Regions from separate parts of the Sus scrofa genome. Here region 2 is linked to region 1. Evidence: chromatin contacts called from public HiChIP or PLAC-seq data. All regions are on one chromosome and are shown on one strand. Each heading gives the region's core, a stretch centred on a gene start, on an enhancer-like site or on the middle of the called end of the contact. The rest is flanking DNA. Distances are from core to core; before and after follow the strand shown. Region 1 holds the start of LMBRD2 (LMBR1 domain-containing protein 2). Region 2 holds the start of RANBP3L (ran-binding protein 3-like).

The links. HiChIP or PLAC-seq counts read pairs in DNA pulled down with a chosen protein or histone mark.
Region 2: an H3K27ac HiChIP or PLAC-seq map of alveolar macrophages shows a contact between it and region 1. The contact joins the promoter of RANBP3L here to the promoter of LMBRD2 in region 1. A contact is called at or near these places in 1 of 47 Hi-C or Micro-C datasets (fibroblasts) and 1 of 2 datasets of contacts at active chromatin or transcription factors (alveolar macrophages).

The regions. Positions count from the first base shown.
Region 1 is chr16:21,461,142-21,467,512 of Sscrofa11.1, forward strand. LMBRD2 (LMBR1 domain-containing protein 2) reads right to left here and starts at 1,781. Exons shown (of 19, transcript XM_021076992.1): 1 at 1,434-1,781. It overlaps SKP2 (S-phase kinase associated protein 2), which reads left to right and starts at 2,129. Exons shown (of 10, transcript NM_001171755.1): 1 at 2,129-2,144; 2 at 2,646-2,917. The coding sequence starts at 2,137.
Region 2 is chr16:21,610,839-21,617,481 of Sscrofa11.1, forward strand. RANBP3L (ran-binding protein 3-like) reads right to left here and starts at 1,551. Exons shown (of 16, transcript XM_021076595.1): 1 at 465-1,551. The coding sequence starts at 555.

The DNA.
Region 1 (6,371 bases), core at 531-3,030:
TCTTTTAGCTTATGAGCCCTCTCTGTTCACTTTCCCAAAGGAGACAATAATTTTTTTTCTTTTTTTTTTTTTTAAGGCTGTACCTTTGGCATATGGAGGTTCCCAGGCTAGGGGGGCGAATCAGAGCTGTAGCCACTGGCCTACACCACAGCCACAGCAAAGTGGGATCCCAGCTGCATCTGCAAACTACACCACAGCTCAAGGCAATGGTGAGGTTTTACCCACTGAGCGAGGCTAGGGATTGAACCGAAACCTCATGCTTCCTAGTTGGATTTGTTTCCGCTGTGCCACCATGGGAACTCCCAATTTTTTTTTTGGTTAAAAATATTTCCTCTGAGTTGCAATTTTAAGGGAAAGGGTGTTGATTTCAAGCGAAGGCAACTGCTTTCTCCTTACTCAAAGTAACATAGAGATTACTTTATGTAAAAAAAATCAGAATAATTGCATTTAAAGCTATTTTCCACATAACATTAATTTCACTAATTGTGAACATTTAGCCTAGTATCCTTCACCTAGGTTCAATCAGAATCAATCTGTGAACAGATCCCTTCTTTATACCAATCTCACCTACTTTTAAGAACAAACTAAAGGTTCATGAATGCCTTCCTCTGTCAAGAGGTGGTTGTTTTTCAAGCGAAGCACTAAGCCTAAAACAAGCACATACCCTGGCAAGGGAGGTTTAATCCCAGTATAAAGAGAAGTTTTTTTGTTTCTTGTTGTTCAAGAAATAAGAAGGTATGCCACACAGCATACTGAGGTAACATTCTAATATTTTTGTGATGACGCTGACCTGCTTACTTCTGGGCTTTATAAATCCTCTCCACTTTTATTAGAGTTGGATTTTTTTTCCCCTTCTCTCTCTCTCACCCTGTTTTCCCAGGGTCACAGTTATAGTACAGTTTGCACAGTGGATTTCGCCCGGTCATCATACTCGGAATATGGCACGCTCTCTAACCATCTCCAAACTCTTCTCCGCGGAGGTAGGCAAAAGCAGCCTGCTTTTCAGAGATTAGGCAATCAGCAGCAGCCGGTCGAGAGAGAGCAACCGATAGGCTTTGTTAGTGGCCCCTAGCGTATACGGATACAGTCATGCTAGTGTTGTAAGACTGCTCAAGGCTGCAAAGGGATGCTCAGCTTTGCCACTGCGGACAGGAACACAGCGGTCTCCTGATCCCCTAAAATTCAACCACCACCTTTGACTCAAACTGCGCCTTCACTTACAAAATGCTCTCACTCATGTTCCTCTGGTTTGACCCTGACGGCGGCAAGATGTGAAATAATCCTTCGTTGCCATAGTGCCTATTTTACAGATCAGGAAAGGATCTTGTCCACAGACCCAATCCTAAGGGCTGCCCTCTCCCGGATGGAGGAAGCAGCTCCCGGCGGAGGGGTAGACACAGGCAGGTGTGACGCCCGCGGCCGCAACCTCTCACCTGGCGGGCGGGGCGGGCCACTGCCTCCACTCAGCGGCCAGGAACGTAGGCCCCGCGGCGGCGGCCTCTCGGGGTCTCGTGGGTCCCTCTCTCGCCGCCTGCACTTGGCCCCAGATCCCAAAATGTCTCAGGCTCTCCCCCCTCAGGCTCACCGTCCGATCTCGCCGGACAGATTCCAGAAGGACCTGGAAACCCCCTGTCCGCCACAGCCGTCTGGGGTCTGGAACCCACGCTCTTTGGCGACGGCGGTGGCTGTCACCAGAAGGCCTAGGGGTTCCCGGGAAAAGAAAACCTGTCGCCCGTCAAGCTGCTGCCATAGCCCGGTCGGCTGGAGCACCGCCCACTTCCGCCTCCCCGCCTACCCTGTGGGCCGTCCAGTGCCGCAACCGCGGGGGGTTGTGGGTATATGGAAGGCGGGGAAAGCTGCGAGGAAAGGAAGTAGTGGCGAGGCAGCCGGATTGCCAGGCAGGGAGAAAACTACAATTCCCAGAAGGCAGCGGGGCCGCAGACGGTAGCGGGGAGGAGAGCGGGCAGAAGTTTTCTGCGCGCGCGGTGGGGATGGAACGTTGATAGAGTTCGCGGGTCTCACTGCTGGGGGCTGGAGCCACACGCAGTGCGCCGCCGCGCGCCAAAGCGGGAATCCGGGAGGCGGGCACCTCTGCAATTAATGCACGCGTTTAAAACTCCCGAACCTGCGGACGCCATGCACAGGTAAACCGTTTGCAGAAAGGGGCAGACCGTGAGTGGACCATCTTAATTCTTTTAGGCCGCGAGTTTTGCTACTTCCTAATATTGTTTGTAATGCTGCAATGTGAATGGTTGCTTAACCTCCTCTTTGGGAAAACGTGGATGGGTGGATGCTTTAGTGCTGTGATCAGCGTGCGATATTATTTGGCTTCCCTTATTGGGCTTTTCTGCTCCTGTTTTCAATCACTGTATAATTGCCCTCTTCTTATCTGTTCCATCCACTTTGAGACATTCTTGAGGCCTTCTGCATGATCGTAAATCAAAAAGCCTTTTCGATTTGTTCGGTGTGTTTGGTTCTTTTTTCTTTCATTCTTGGGAACTCGCCGCCGGCACTTAAAATGCAAGTTCAGTTAGCTGCTGTGAGCGTTTTCGGTAATGCATAAGTTGCAGCTTCCTTTAGGCCTGTTTGGAATTATTCACGGGTGTGTTTTTTAAAGGAACGGGGGCTATTGTGCTTATCTGCAGGAAGCACCTCCAGGAGATTCCCGACCAGAGTAGCAACGTTACCACCAGCTTCACGTGGGGATGGGATTCTAGCAAGACTTCTGAACTGCTTTCAGGCATGGGGGTCTCTGCCTTGGAGAAGGAGGAGGTGGACAGTGAGAACATCCCCCAGGAACTGCTTTCAAACCTGGGCCACCCGCAGAGCCCTCCGCGAAAACGGCTGAAGAGCAAAGGGAATGAAAAGGACTTTGTGATCGTCCGCAGACCTAAGCTAAATCGAGAGAACTTTCCAGGTAAGGTATGAGGGTCAAACTATCGGTGCAGTAAGTGGTAGCTTGAAATATTTTGTTGGTAAACCTTTGTTTAAGGATCATTAGGATGGAGCGCTTTTAAAATTGCCTAATTTTGAAGTTATTTTCCAAAGAGATGAGAAAATTCGTTGCTTTAGAAGTTAACAGAAATGTTGGTAGCTGTATATCTTAAGATGCACAATAGACTTTGAATCCAGGAGAATCCGTTCCTGCCTTTCTCTTTAGGAAGGACTCTGCCTGGTCTAAGGCCAGCTTAGTGCCACTGACAAATGAGAACAAAGAAATGATCCTTTAGGATTCTTTTTGTTTATATTCTGCTGCTCTGGTTGAGGTTTTTGCCAAAATCAACTTTACTTATTTGTCAAGGGATTGCTAAAGTGAATGTTGAACTAGGTGGAAGAAGAGACTTCTCTTCCCGGGTCCATCCCCAAGTGGGCTTATTCTGGTATGCTCTGTCTCCATGACTGCCCGTGTTATCTGTTCAATTGCCCAGCCCCCAAACCTGAAAATCAGTCAGATTCCCACCAACCCCAACATCCATCCAATCATTACATCTTTCCCTTTTGTGTCCTGAATATTTCTCAAGCTGTCAACATCTGAATATTGGAATGGACTCATAATTCCAGCCTTATCCTCCCCAGATCCATCCCCCAGAGCCAGAGTGGACTGACTGAAATGTAAAACGCACCACGTCATTCCCCTCTAATAGCTCTCTGTTACCAGGCTTCTCAGGCAGATGAGTAAGTGCCTCCCAGAGTGGATCCAGAACTCCAGGAGTATGCAAAGCCATAGGGTAAACAGTGCACTGACCTGGGGTTATCAGTTTTTCTTGCTGGTAAACCATGTAAACCATTAATTCAGCAAATATTTGCTGAGCACATTTTATATGCTAGTCATTGTTCTAGGTACTGGGGATATAGCATTGAGCAAAACAAAAACATTTCCACCCTCGTGGAGTTTCTGCTTCGGAGAGAGGATGCAGGAAACATAAATCTGGTGTATGGTATACTAGAATACGTGCTATGGATAAAAGCAAAAATGGAACAAGCCAAAAGGGATTGGAGGTCCTTGGGTGGGAAGCTGGTTTGCAATTTTAAGCAGGGCGTTAAGGGAAAACTTCACTTGGACAGCAAGCTTTAAGCAGAAGCATAAAGGAGACGAAGGAATGTGCCATGCACATACCTTGGGGAAGAGAACCCCAAGCAGAGGGAACAGCTAGTGGAAAGACCCTGGGGCATAGGAATGTCATGTTTTTTCAAGGAACTACGTGGAAGCCATATTCCAAGAGTGGATTAGCAAAGGAGAAGGTAGTGGGAGATGGGCTAGAGGTGCTGTTGAGCGGAGTTGTGACGTGACCTTTTAAAAGGACACACTGATGTGTTGAGATGAAACTGTAGGGTGTTGCAAATAAAAACTCAGAGCCTTGTTGAGAGGTGTGGGAGTGATGATAGGCAGTGGTCAGCTTCTGAATAGATTCGAACATGTGAGTGGACAGAGTTAGGAGGCTTTGAAAGTGTCTGTAGAAGAGGTGATCTTGTTCTAAGCTGAAACTGGAGGTGATAGAAGAAGAGACAGATACAAGAAATAAAGATGAAGACTTGCAGAGTGAGGGTAAATAAGTATATACCTAAATTCCCCATCTGGCTTTCTTTGAGGAAAGGTTGACTGGTTGCTTGCTTGCTTACTTTAAAAAAATAATATATATATATATATAGTTTTTTTAAATTTTTTATTATTACTTAATGAATTTTATTACATTTATAGGTGTACAACAGTCATCACAACCAAATTTTACAGCATTTCCATCCCAAACTTTTTTTTTTTTTTTTTTTTTTTTTGCTTTTAACTCTTTCTTTAGGAAAGAGAACCTTCAGGTTACCGTCTGGGGATCTCTATTAGGTGTTGGATTCATTAGAAAGGCAGTAAAGGATTGTGGTGGAGTCAGACAAATCTGGCTTTGCATCCTCATTCTGCTGTTTACCAAGCCTGGGAAGTTATTTGAGCTCTCAGTGCCTTAATTTCTCTGTGAAATGGAAGAATAACCCGGTTCGTGGGTTCCCGAGACGGTTAAATGAAAGAGTACATGTAAAGCCCTTAGCAGGCTGGCTGCACATAACGCTAAGTCAGTCCAGTTTGGTGGGCAAAATGACACGCAGTTGAGAGGCTACTTCACCTTTTCTTTTGTCCTTAATCCTGTTAGTCTGACCCTGTCAGTGTAGATCTTTTTTCTTCGAAATTTAATGTCACTGCCATCTCTAGTGTGTGGAATGCAGTGCAGGCAATTTGGTGCTTGACTAACCAAATGCGGCGAAAGACACTCCCTGCTAAGATGAGCAGCCCTTGACAGCTTTATCCAGTGCTGATAACTTGGAACATGGGGTGTGGTTGCTAAATGTCCTGCCACATTCATACACGTGGATGGAAATAAAAGCAAGGCACTAGGAAAACAAAACAGAAGATTAAGGGATGGTTGCTGTCTTCAAGGACGTTGCAAGTCAAGTTGAGGAGAAAAGATAAAACACCATAAGAGAAGCTCACGGCCAAAGATAGCAGCTAATACACTAGAAGCTGATGGGTAGTTAGTTCAGGCAGCAAGCACTGCGGGAGGCCAGAGGGAGGGAGCCCCTTGTGCCAGAATGACCCAAATCAGTTAATAGATGCTAACTATTATGCTTAGAATGATAAGCAATGTGGTCCTGCTGTATAGCACAGGGAGCTATATCCAGTCCCTTGGGACAGACCATGATGGAAGATACTATGAGAAAAAGAATGTATTCATATCTACAGCTGGGTCACTTGGCTGTACAACAGAAATTGATAGAACATTGTAAATCAACTATAAAATTTTTTAAAAAAATAGTAAACATTTAAAAAAGGAAAAAGAATGACCCAACTCTTCCATGGTGAGCCCCACTGGATGTGGACAAGCTTCCTCCTTCCACTCAGCAGAGCAGAGGCTCTGAGAAAAGAGAGAGAGATCAGGAAATGGTAGAGTCACAGAGGCTGGATTGTTAAATTTGACTTCAGAATACTTATCTGAAGTGAGTGAGAAAAAAGTTTTCTATTATGATCTAAGAGAGAGGCAGGGAGGGAAACCTATAGCATGCTGTGTCTGTGAGTGCAATTACGCACGGTATAGATTGGTTAATTGGTGTGTGTGGGGGGTGGAGTCAGGGCTGCAGGGCGAGGGACAGCTGGTGTAGAGGATTCCCAGTGGGCCTCCAGTGGCGCTGGATCATCATTCTAGCCAGTTTTGCCTGCAGTTGTCAGGACAGGTGGCCAACAGCTCTGCCAGGATTAGGCTAGAAGAGGCCACACCTGCTCTGCCTAGCTATCTGATGACAGTGGCCCTGGGCTGTGCGTTTTTCTGGGTTCTTCACTCAGCAGTCTCTCTTTTTTGCCGGCCCCAAGCCAGGCCCACGTCTAGCGACTAAAT
Region 2 (6,643 bases), core at 301-2,800, 150 kb after region 1:
ATGAGCCGGAGAGCCAGACAAAATTAAGCTTAAACTTTAAGTCCAAAAAAATTAAGTTTAAACTTTAAGTCCCATGGTAGGACAAAGGAGAAAGTTCCAGACTTCAAGTCATTCTTAGCAAATTCCACCTGTACAGCCTTGCCCAGATCAATGTATTGAACTACACAAAATGCAAATACTCTCGAAAAATGGCAGTGGCTGGAAGTGTAAGCATGTAAGTTTCAGAATGACAATTCCAGTATGCATTCTGGATAGTCTTCCATGATCCTTTGAAAACTGATGCTGAATCCAAGTTAACTCACCCTTATGCATCACTATTATATCTATTCTCAGAGTTTAAAAATATTAAGATCACAAAGCGTTTCACAACAGAGATCCCCCAGGTACTTCCCCGGCCCACCATCCTTCCAGGTATGCAGATGCACAAGAGATCACAGAACTCACAACCCATTAGCCTGACTCACCTTGATGTTGCTGGTCCTCTGGAAGTTTCCATCTACAGGTGTGCAAACTGTTGAACAGGTGGCTGCTGCCTTTGCTTTGTATGGTAGACATGGTGCTGGCAGTACGGCTGTGGCTCCCGTATCACTAGGGTATTTCCTTCCCTTGGCCAGTCACCTGCAGTGGTCTTCACACAACACCCAGAACCACAGAGGTATAGGCAGATCCTGTCCTTGCATGGAAAAATATTTACTTCTCTAATGAATTTTCAAATGTTTCCTAGTCATGATTCTTAAAATATGTGTTTACCAACTTGTAGCTTCTTCTGCATATAAAGATGCCAATTCATTTGGATAAAAGCACAATTAATTCTTCTTCCATTTAAAAGCACATTGAAACATGCCCCCTTATAATATAAAATCCTGCAAAGTAACTCTTCCTAACAGATTACAGTTTTGCAATTTTCGACTCTCTCTGCGGACTTGAAATCTAATGTCCTGAGTATTTAGAGATGTCTGCTAGAGTCATACATACACAAAGAAAAAAAAAAAAAGTGCTGCTGAGTTAAATCAAGTGATTCTAAGCCTGGTTTAAGTTACCCTCCGTGACAGCTGAAAGTGAACAGTTCTTAAGGGAGGCTGGAAGGGGGAGGAGCTGAGTGGGCCAGGCCGATTAGCATAAAGAGACAGGCAAGAAATGGCATTGGGGTTGCTTTCAATAATAGTGACCAAAGCAAGGATTCTAAAAAGATGCTCTGACGTTGCAGTATTCACATATTTGACTTGTGCTGCTTTGTTTGTAATTAAAACAAAAGCTCAAAGCAGGGGTTTATACTGCATGAATATTCCCTCGTACATGCAAAATCTAAAGGAAGTGGTAATGAGCTCATGGAAATGTACTGCTGGAACTTTCGATTTCTGTAAACACCTCTGAGTCCTCAGAAGGGGGGCAGTTTTAGAGCAGTCTGCCTGCCAAGGCAACTATCTGGAGCCCTGGAAGAAAAATAAACACACTAAACTTTATCTTTCCAGAGATCTATCTCTGTTTCCCTTTAGATTCTCTATTGCTACTTCTAGGTCATGAGACAAGGCTATTTCCAGTGTTTTCTGTATGTGTGTGTGCTCTGAAATAGGTCATTTCATTGAAATATTGAAAATAGTTTGGGAGTTCACACCAAACTATTTTTTTTTTAAGCAGAAAAAAATCTGACTAGCATCCATGAGGATGCAGGTTCGATTCCTGGCCTCGCTCAGTGGGTTAAGTATCTGGCATTGCCGTGAACTGTGGTGTAGTTCACAGACACAGCTCAGATCACGAGTTGCTGTGGCTGTGGCATAGGCTAGCAGCTACAGCTCCGATTCGACCCCTAGCCTGGGAACCTCCATATGCCACAGGTGCGGCCCCAAAAAGAAAAAAAAGAAAGAAAGAAAATAGTTTACTTTTCATTGAAAAATAGCCTATGTCATTATTGCTTAAAAAAACCCCTAAACACCTTTCATTGAACCTGGAAGCCTGCTGCCTTTGAAGTTGTAATGAATGCTGATAGATCCTGCCCTTCACGATTCACAGCTCTTTGTAGATTCAGAAAAGAAGTGGTTGCAGACGTGGCTCGGATCCCGAGTTGCTGTGGCTCTGGCGTAGGCTGGTGGCTACAGCTCCGATTCGACCCCTAGCCTGGGAACCTCCATATGCCACGGGAGTGGCCCAAGAAATAGCAAAAAGACAAAAAAAAAAAAAAAAAAAAGAAATGAAGTGGTGGGCAAGGACGAAGGAGATAGAGCTGTTTAGCCTCAAATTCTGGATCCTGCAGCTTCCTGTGCACATTTGGAAGTTGGTGCAAAACTTGACACCCTAACTAGAAAGTTGCCTCCTAGCCAGATCCAGATGAGCATCCTCACTTCACTTTGAGGCAATTAACAGTTCCCAAGTTTACTCTGAGCTGTGCTAACTCTTGTGAAATGTGCCACTGCTCTCACAATTCTTATGACTTTTATTATACTGCTTTCACTGTTTTAGTAAACACTCCATTGTGGTTTTTTAGGTCCCTCAGAGAGTAACAGGGTATAGAGATGTTCAAGCTACTTGGAAAGAGATTTCTGTTATTAGAGAACCATCATTTCTGCTTTGAAGGGCTGATATTTATCTTCTGCTTCACGACGGTCATGGTCAGAGGCTGAGGTATCTCCTTCCTGAATTACATAAAGCCATCCAGAGTCTATCAAGTTGTGGGCCCTCACTAAGCATATTATTTATATGAGTAAATCAAACACCCCACAAAACTGTAAGGCAGCCCTTGAGAGAAATGGATTTTTTTTTTTTTTTTTTTTGGTCTTTTTGTCTTTTTAGGGCTGCACCAGGGGCCTATGGAGGTTCCCAGCCTCGGGGTCTAATCGGAGCTACAGCCGCTGGCCTCCACCAGAGCCACAGATCTGCGACCTACACCACAGCTCACACCAACACTGGATCCTTAACCCACTGAGCGAGGCTAGGGATCGAACCCACAACCTCATGGTTCCTGGTCAGATTCATTTCCACTGTGCCCGATGGGAACTCCGAGAAATGGATTTTTAAAAAATATTTTATAATAAGAAATTATAGGCCCTAATGTAGGATCTAGTGATTCCAAAAAAATCCCCTAGATTCCTCTGTTTTTCCTTCTTATGATGGAGGTAAAGCTGGGGGAAAAAGAGAAGAAAAGGAATGGTCAGCTGACCGTAGAGGCTAAAACAGCCAGCCTTCTAGCCCCAGTGCTCCAACTAGTTTACTGCATAACCTTGAACTAGGTCCTTAACATCTCTGGGTTTGTGTCTTCGTTTGTCAAATGAAACAAATGTTTGGTAAGCAGTACGAGAAAGTATTTAACACTCCCTCTGTGAATATAAAGGCCTGGGAAAGGAAGAGGTATCCTGTTTTGTCTTTGCCTAAAGCTTAAGGAGAAAAAATAGATTTAAAACTAAACATCTGAGTAGAATTTGGAGGTGTATTTGAAAATCTAGGCTGACTACCTCAATTCTCAATCTCGGTTGCCTAGCATAATTACTCAGGATTAGAGAGTCTGAGCCCAAACTTCAGAATCTGAGGGTGCGAGGTATCGATATATGTATTTTTTTTTTAACGTAATCCCCCTTCAACATTATTGAGATGTAATTACATGCAACATTGTGTAATTGTAAGGTGGCACACGTGTTGATTTGATTCGTTTCTATATTGCAAAGTGATTACCCCCAGAGCGTTAGCTACCATCTCCATCCAGTCACATAGTTACCGTTTCTTTTTTGTGGTGGGAATTTTTAAGATCTCCTCTCTCTTAGCAGCATTCAAGTACATGATACAACCCGATCAGCTCTAATCACCATGTTGTAATTAGATCCCCGAACTTGTTAGTCTTAAAACTAGAAGTTTGTACCCTTCGACTACTAACACTCCACAACCCCTGGCAACCAACATTCTGCTCCATTTCTCAGAGTTTGACTTTTTTTTCCCCCATGGAATCTATATGTTTTTAAAGTCCTCTTATCAAAATTAGCGAGCATAACCTGCTTAAACAGATCTGGTTTGTGTCACTATTTCATTCATTCTATCTTTCCTGAGGACTGATGAAATCAAACAACACTCGCTAAACATAGTGGTTTTCCCTTCACAACCTGCAAGTACAGGGATGGTACCGGGAAGGCTTGTTATCTGGTTCCTCTGTGTCCCACTGTTGTGCCTCATTGAATCAATCACAGTGGCCCTGTGATTGAGTCAAGAGCACTCTCTTGCACTGCATGTTCAGTTATACTCTGCTCTCAGAGGAGTCTCTGTTTTGACTCCCCAGTTTCCATTGGAAATAAGCCAGGGTAGCTGAAAGCAGTGTGTTACAGGAGTATATAAAATAGCACCAGATATATCAGCCACAGTAAGTATCAGCCATAGTAAGCCATAGCCCTTACCTTTCAGACACATCACCAAGTTAATCGTTCACAATGGGCATATTGTACTTTGCTATTTGTTGGGAAGTAAAAGCAAGAAGTCAGAATGCAAAAGATGAAGTCGGGTTGGGTTAAGAAACAGGTGCATAATATTTGGCATTTTTACTTGCAGTTTGTTTAAAAATGAATTAGAGGCCTCTGAAAGCCAGCCTGTTTTCCTGACCATTTCTCTGTGATGCCAAACCAGTGCCACTGGTTTTCTTGGCCTGGGTTCTTCCTGCTCCCCATATCCTTTCTGCTTAACCTGTGTGTTTGTTCTCTCAGAAGGACAGAGTAGAATGGCAGGTCGCAGATAAACAGTCAGTCTTATCAGATAATACTTTTAAGTGATACTGAAAAAATTGATATTTTATGACTAGAAATCATAGCTTTCTGAACTGTAAATTCTAATCATAAAATATCAATTTTATAATCTAAATGGTTCTAAGTTTGTAGGAGGATTTTCTTTTTTCAAATAAACCATGTTTAAAAAGCATTGTACATTACACATGCATTGTACATGAGTTCACAAGTAAGGTACTTGTTTAATAATAACCTGCCTTGTGGCAAAAATAAATATGATATCTAATTGACAAGTTTACCTACTCTTAAAGCTCTTTAGACTGTTTGGATGAAAGTATTAGATAAATATGAAGCAGTAGTACTGTGTTCACCATTCTCATTCCCAGAGCTTAAGATAAAAACCCTTAACAGAATGCAAACTCCAAAACTATAAGGCTGTGGGATGAGCCCAAAGCACTGCAGGAATTATTAAATTGTTAATAGTTATTAAATTATTATTAAATCGCAATAGCAGTTCAAAACTAGTGGACTAATGTTAAGACTTTAGAGGTTCTTGGGGTTCCCATCGTGGCGCAGTGGTTAACGAATCTGAATAGGAACCATGAGGTTGCGGGTTCGATCCCTGGCCTTGCTCAGTGGGTTAAGGATCCGGCTTTGCTGTGAGCTGTGGTGTAGGTCACAGACGCGTCTTGGATCCTGTATTGCTGTGGCTCTGGCACAGGCCAGTGGCTACAGCTTCAGTTGGACTCCTAGCCTGGGAACTTCCATGTGCCGTGGGAGGGGCCCTAGAAAAGGCAAAAAGACAAAAAAAAAAAAAAAAAAAAAAAAAGACTTTAGAGGTTCTATTGATTTTTTATAACAGATCCCTTGCTCCTATATATTAACCAGGGATAGATTTTTTTCCAAATCAATCTTCCTTCCACCAAAGACATTGTAGATGAGACTGATGAGTTTCAGGGTCTCACAATGGCTGATGTAACATGTACATCATAAAGTACCACAAGGTGGGCTTTTGAAGCTTTTCAGAGTCATGTTACTCAATGTTACTATATGCTTTTAGCTCAAACAATTTCCCAGGTATACAGTTGGCTGGACTTAATGATTGCTATTTGTAGAAATATAGGAGATGCAGCTGGTTGTATTGAGATGGATTTGCTTGAATACTTACTCTTACCCATAGATTCAGAAGGCTACATTGGTAGAGCACCAAATTTGCTTACTTATCAAAGATGCTCACTATTCTGAAATTGCTACCATTGAATGCCAACATTTGAATCTTGGTTATCAGGAATGTTGCCACACTCCCTAAACATTGCCTTAGCAGGCCAACGAATTTGGCCCTTTCACTGGTGAGCCTCAGATTTGGCTGCTATAGGGCTCCCTCTGGAGGTCAACAGAGTCCAAGTCAGTCAGTAACATGCCTTGGCCTCAGGATAAACCCATGTCTTTTCATCCAGAGCCCAAAAGAATGAGGTCCTGTATTTGTGAACTTAGGAATTGATTATCTGTATCTGAGACTGTAAGAAAGTTACCTGATTATTGGTGAAATTGGTCATTGCTATATGCTGATATTTAATCTCTGTAGTTTTACATTTTTCTCTTTTTTGAAGTCTTCTAGGCAAAGTGGAAAGACAACACAATAAAATCAAAGGTCAGAAAACACTGAGTTTTATTCTGTTTGTTGGTTTAAGTGGTAAGGAAACCCAGAGTATGGTGGTTCTGGTCCTGGTTCTGTAACATCCACCATCTGAGTAAGAGCAAATGCCTCTACAGAGTCTGAATTCCATCTTAAAGTATTTGAACTACCCAGGCATCCGAGCCAATGGGTTTCTAGCAGAACTGAACTCTGAGGAAGTTCCCTTGTAGCGCGGAGGATTAAGGATCCAGTGTTGCCACAGCTGAGGCACAGGCTGCAATTACAGCACAGGTTCGATCCCTGGCCTGGGAAC